Regions from separate parts of the Sus scrofa genome. Here region 1 is linked to region 2. Evidence: chromatin contacts called from public HiChIP or PLAC-seq data. All regions are on one chromosome and are shown on one strand. Each heading gives the region's core, a stretch centred on a gene start, on an enhancer-like site or on the middle of the called end of the contact. The rest is flanking DNA. Distances are from core to core; before and after follow the strand shown.

Region 1 (2,700 bases), core at 104-2,603, 160 kb before region 2:
AGGATCTGGTCCTTACCTCGGGTTGAGGAAGGGTAGACAAAGTCTCTACAACCTAGGAAGGGGCTTCCTCCATCCGCCATCCTGTGGGGGCTCAGGGAGGAACCCTGGTAAAGTGCATTCGGGGAGCTGGCGCTCCAGGTGGAGGCCGGGCTGCGCAGGACACAGCAAGTGAGCCACCTGCCTGGAGCCTCACACCCTACCGGGCCCCCGACCGCCCAAATGTCTCCCCCCATCTCCTGCTGCCTCCTCCCAAGGCCTCTCCCAGGTCCCGGGATCTCAGCAGGATGTCCTACTTCCCCAGCGGTCAAGGCCGGGAAAGGGTGCGGCCCCACGCCGGGGAGGCGGGAGAGCGCGAGATCCCCTCGCGACCCAAGTCCCGAGCTGGGGGGAGGCTTCCCTCCGCAAGACAGGGACGGCCCCGCTGGTGGCGAGGGGCGATCCGCCGACCACTTTCCGTGCTCAGGGCCCCTCCTCCCGCCGTCGCCCCCTCCTCGCTCCGCGGCCGCCACCCCGCGCCACGTCCCCGCCGACGCCCCTCCCGCCCCGGCCCGCTCTGCCGCCACTCACCACGCTGGAGGCCGCGGCTCCCGGGACCGTCGGGGCGCCTGCGAGCTCTGTGCGGGAGACGGGCGCGGTCAGGGCCCGGGACGCCGGTCCCCGCTGCCGCCGAGGCCGCCGCCTCCGGAAAAGTTTGCGGCTCGGAAGGGAGCGCGAGGGGGAGAGGGAGGGGAGGGAAGGGGCGGGAGGGACGCGGGGTCCTAGAGTCGCCTGCGCGGGAGGAGCGAGGAGCAGGGGGAGGAACCGCGGGTGCGGAAGGGGGAGGGGAGGCCGGGAAATGGGCTCCTGGTAGGAGTTGGGGTTCTTGCGGGCTGAACTCCCTGGAGCGGGGTGGGAGGGCCCCTCCAGCTCCCTCCCGGAGGGCAGGCTGACGTGGACTTGGCCTGGGGAGGGTTCTAGGGGTCACTAGGAACAGTGAACGCCCTGCATTTTAGGGAGGAGAGAGCAGACTGAGATGAAGTCTACCCAAGGTCGCTGAGTGTGGCTGGAGGCTCTCACCCGCCTGCCCCTCCCACCCACGCCGGCGGCCCGTGGAGGGGACTGGGAGGCCAGTACCTTGGGGGACGGCTGCCGGGTCTCAATTGCCCGCAGGTCCTTGTCCAGCTCTGCGCTCAGCTTGGCCAGCTCCCTCTCCAGCAGGACCTGAGGGCGGGTTAGGGAGAGACTCGGGCAGCGGTGGGGTGAAGGGGAGGCAGAGCGCCGCGGGGGGCGCTGGTCAAAGGTCAGACATGAGAAGCCCAGTGGACAGCAGGACAAAGCGCAGGGTGCTCGGGTAAAGGGCAGACTCAGGGCGCAGGGCCAGGCCAGGCTGCCTCCCTCTGGGCCTGCCAGGAGGTGTGTCTCAGGGTGTCAGGAGGACCCTGCCACAGCCTCTCACCGGCCCTTCCTGCTGACCCAGCTCACCCCACCTGTCCCCTACACTACTCCTATGCTAATCCTCTAGCACTTCCTGATAGTGCCTTGGCACCATTTTTTGTTACTTCTCTGTTCAAGAGCCTCCCTGGCTCCCTACTTCCTCTCCCATCAAGTCCTCTATGGGCTTCCACAGCCTGGCTTCACTGTATCCAACCTGCTTCCCTCCCTCTGCCCCTCCAGCCAGCTGAGTGTTTTATACACACACACACACACACACACCCCACATTCTTTCTCTCTCCTTTGCCTGTGTCTCCCCCATCCTGAGCACCCTCTCTGTGCCTGGCCTCCAGGCTGCACCTCCAAGAATATTTCCTGACAATTCCAGTCCACGCTGACCACTCGCTTCTCAGCTCTTGCTTTGATGAACACACGCTTACTCAGTGCCTCCTATATGCCAGGCACTGTCCTGGGTGCTGGGGATACAGAAATAAGCTGTATAGGACGGGAGAGGGTCAGAGCTCTGGGTCTGTGGCCTTTGCCCATGGTCTCTGGGGCCAGCACCACCCCGAATCTTCTTCATTGGTCACCCAACACGCTGTCTCCCCCCATACACCTACCCTGCAGCACCTACCTCAATGGGCTGGGAGGTCTTCTCAACAGGCTCATCCACCAGCGGTTTCTTGGGCTAAAGTGGAAAGAGTGAGTCGGAGGGTATAGATTCGCTCCCCCAAAATGCACTAGCTGAGGGGTGTCTGAGGACTAGGCCCACACTCACCTTCTGACCAGTCTCTAGTTCTTGTAGAAACTGGTTCCAAGATTCTTCTGTCCAGACATTGTCCACTTTCTCTCGGCGTCTAGGCACCTGCATGGAGGTGGGTAGAGAGCAGCTTGAGTAGGGCAACTGGGACACTGGCTAGGCACAAAAAGCAGACTTTCAAAAGGCCACTGTCCCACCCCTGTGCCTCTAAGTGCCCTCCTAAGGGTTCTAGGCCCTCCTCGCTGCACAGGTCCAGGCTGACAAAAATCCGGTCTATTGCAGCAGCAGGCCTGGCCAAAGAGCCCAGTGCCGGGGGCGGCATGGGGAGGATGCTGGGTGGGTGCTGGGGGGGCTACCTGATTTGGGGTCGGGTGCAGGGAGGAGGGTGCTCCAGAATTACAGTTGAAGGTGCTTCTAAGAAACTCTTCAGAGACATCCCAGCTTCTTCTAAAGAAAGGGAAGGACATCTTTTCAGTTTCCTTTTAGGGGACCTGAGGCATCTGTGAGCACACAGCCCTGGGGAGGGAGCT
Region 2 (2,700 bases), core at 75-2,574:
GATGCCTGGTAAACAAGCCAATCTACATCATCAGCTTGGAGAACACAGTAGGGCAGTCAGGTCTAGTGTCAGGGAACAGGGGAGACCTCCAAGCGGAGAGATTATTTTACCTGAGACCTGAAAGAGGGTGTGTAAAAGTGAGCCACGTCAAGGTGAAGGAGTGAGATGGGGTGGGGTGTTCCAGGAAGATGCAGCTTCATTTGGAATGCCTCAGCCAAGACGCCGCATCTAAGAAGGTAGATGCCAGAGTTTTCAGTATACTGGTCTGGCTACACTGTGGAGAATGGACCGGAGGTGGCCAAGAATGGTCAGGAGACCAGGTAGGAGGTCCTCTGGGTTCCAGGTGGGAGAACACAGCACCCAGTCTGGTCTGAAAAGCAAGGCTTCCTTCTCCCAGCTTCAATGCAGCCAGGGGTGCTTCCCTGCCCCTTGGGTCCATTGACCTCACAGTTTTCAATGCATTAAAATGCTGAACAGACTCCCCTTTAATGGCTACAAGGAGAGAAACACCACTGTCCTGGTAACCAACAGTACTGGAATCAGTTTGAAAAGACCAACTCTCCCCCCATCATTTCCTCAGTCAGGGTGAGACAAGCCCCCTCAACTCTCTGGCTGTAGCAGGAGGGTCCTTTATAAATGTCAACCGCAACTCCTGGGCAGCAACACCCTGCAGGCAGAATTTGCCACCGAGGGCCTCTGACAAGGAGTCTCTTAGGTTCCCTTCTTCCCAAAAATGGGTAAGAAGGGCTTCTGAGCTGCAGGCTCCCTCTGGGCAATGAGGTGGGCTCTTCCCAGACAGTGAGCCTTTACAAGACCGTGGGCTGCAGCAGGCAGAGGCACGCTTGGTTTCCCTGCTTCAGGGAACCCCAGGACGGCTCCACTGCCCTGCCTGCAGCAAAGACTGTGCTTCGGCCAGCCCGCCCGGCGTCCCTCCCTCCACATCCTGCTCACCTCTACCTCCCCCCTTTCCAACCCTCCCATCCTGCAGCCAGCGCAAGCCCCCCACTCAAAGACCCTGACCATGCCATTCTCTACAGCTGAGATGCTGAACGGGGGTGGGAGTACGTTCTCTAGGAAAGCAGTTCTCAGAGTGTGGTCCCTGGGCCAGCCGCATCCATCACCTGGGAACCTGAGCCAAGTATAAGTTCTCGGCTCCACCCAAATCTGCAGAATCAGAAACTCTGGGTGGGGCCCGGCAGTCCAGGTTTTAGGAAGCTCTCTGGGCACTTATGATGCAAAGGGAGGTTTGAGGAGGACAGCTATTTTCAGAGGATGATGGCTAGATTTCCAGATTTCTTCACCAAAAGCCGCTGCTGTCCCGTGGTGGCCCCTCCTCACAGTTACTGTTCATGAGCATTTGGCCAGGGCCCCAGAAGGAAGGCACAGGCTGCGTCTCAGGCCTTAGGTTTCTGTGACTATAAATAGTGATGAGCAGAATTGTGAATGAGCCTCACTCTCCAGAGAAAGATGTTTAGGGGGAAAAAGAGAAAAAAGCCCCTATTTCCAAATCAGAGAAAGGTGGCAAAAAGGGGAAGGAGATTGAGAAATTACATTCCTGACTCATTCCTCCCTTTTCCCTCCCATTTCCCAAACCTCCCACATGGTTCATTCCCGGCCCGAGGTCACTGAGGTCAAAGGCCTTCCCTCATCCTCTGTTTCCTCACCCTGTGCCTCACTGGGACCAGGGCACCCCTCTTCTTAGGACTCAGGAGAGAAACCACTGCCCTTACACTCTCCTGCTAAAATACCTACCTTCCGTCACTCCCCTCCACCCAACAGCAAAGTTTAGTCCCTCTGCCTGGCTGTCATGGGTCCTCCAATGAGGCTCCCATCATCCTTCATCCTTAGCTGCCCTGACTCTGGCTGAGACCCTGGGCTGCACTCAGAATGCCTGCCCCCAGCCTGGGCTGTCTCTACACCGCCCACAGGACCAAGACTGGAAAGTCTGATTAACATCTGGTAGAAACATCAGTCAGAAAGCTGAACACAGCCCACATGTGTTCCAAGCATTCTCTCCACAAGTGTGTTGTTTAAAACAAAACAAAACAGAAATCCATGAATTGAAGGAAAAAGCACCATCTCTGCTTCCCCTCAAATCCCCCCTCCCCCCCAGCCTAAGTCCCACCCTGTCAGGAAAGCCTTGGCATCCTCCCCTGAACCTACCACTCCATCTCAATGGTGCAGTGTCTCAGAGCGACTGTTCTAACACCTTCAGTTACTTTTCCTGGTTGTTTCTTAACAATCCTAGGAGGTTGGAAGGATCTAAATAAGTTCTTTCAGCACGAATGGATATGTAACCACAAATGCCTATGTAAACAGACATACCCTCACTTTCTCCAGCAATCACAGGATGGCTGGGATACAGTGCACTGAAGATGCAGTTATTTAGGGCCACAGGGTCAAGGGCAGGAGCTGACAAGTGTCTCCTCAAAGCTCTTTCTTTGTCAAAGGTGCAAAGGGGAGCATAAGGACCCCAACACTTCTGCCCTGCTGACTCCCCATCTCTAACCAGCCAGAGCCCTGGAGAGGGGCTGTCCAGAGCAAGATGGGATTCCAGAGCCAAGGCAACCTCGTTTCTGGCTCCTATCATCGTCAGATCCAGATCGGGGCCAGTAAAAGACCCAGAGAAGTTCCCCTTTCTCAGGATAACACACCCCTCAAGGCCATGGGTACGGCAGCAGTCCCCAGGTAATATGGTGC

Evidence for each region. HiChIP or PLAC-seq counts read pairs in DNA pulled down with a chosen protein or histone mark.
Region 1: an H3K27ac HiChIP or PLAC-seq map of alveolar macrophages shows a contact between it and region 2, with 4 times the contacts expected there. The contact joins two enhancer-like sites. A contact is called at or near these places in 2 of 2 datasets of contacts at active chromatin or transcription factors (alveolar macrophages and skeletal muscle).

What each region holds. Positions count from the first base shown.
Region 1 is chr14:6,817,889-6,820,588 of Sscrofa11.1, reverse strand. It overlaps SORBS3 (vinexin), which reads right to left. Exons shown (of 26, transcript XM_021073000.1): 10 at 2,527-2,617; 11 at 2,189-2,275; 12 at 2,045-2,098; 13 at 1,114-1,200; 14 at 568-614; 15 at 17-150. Among named protein-coding and RNA genes, the nearest start is that of PDLIM2, 15 kb to the left of the region's middle. Within about 2 kb of position 1,353, at least 44 of the 83 cell types and tissues checked have an H3K27ac peak or open chromatin away from gene starts, as enhancers often do. A contact at or near this core is called in alveolar macrophages and skeletal muscle, where this site is marked.
Region 2 is chr14:6,655,450-6,658,149 of Sscrofa11.1, reverse strand. All of the region lies in intron 1 of SLC39A14 (zinc transporter ZIP14), which reads right to left. Among named protein-coding and RNA genes, the nearest start is that of SLC39A14, 17 kb to the right of the region's middle. Within about 2 kb of position 1,324, at least 16 of the 83 cell types and tissues checked have an H3K27ac peak or open chromatin away from gene starts, as enhancers often do. A contact at or near this core is called in alveolar macrophages and skeletal muscle, where this site is marked.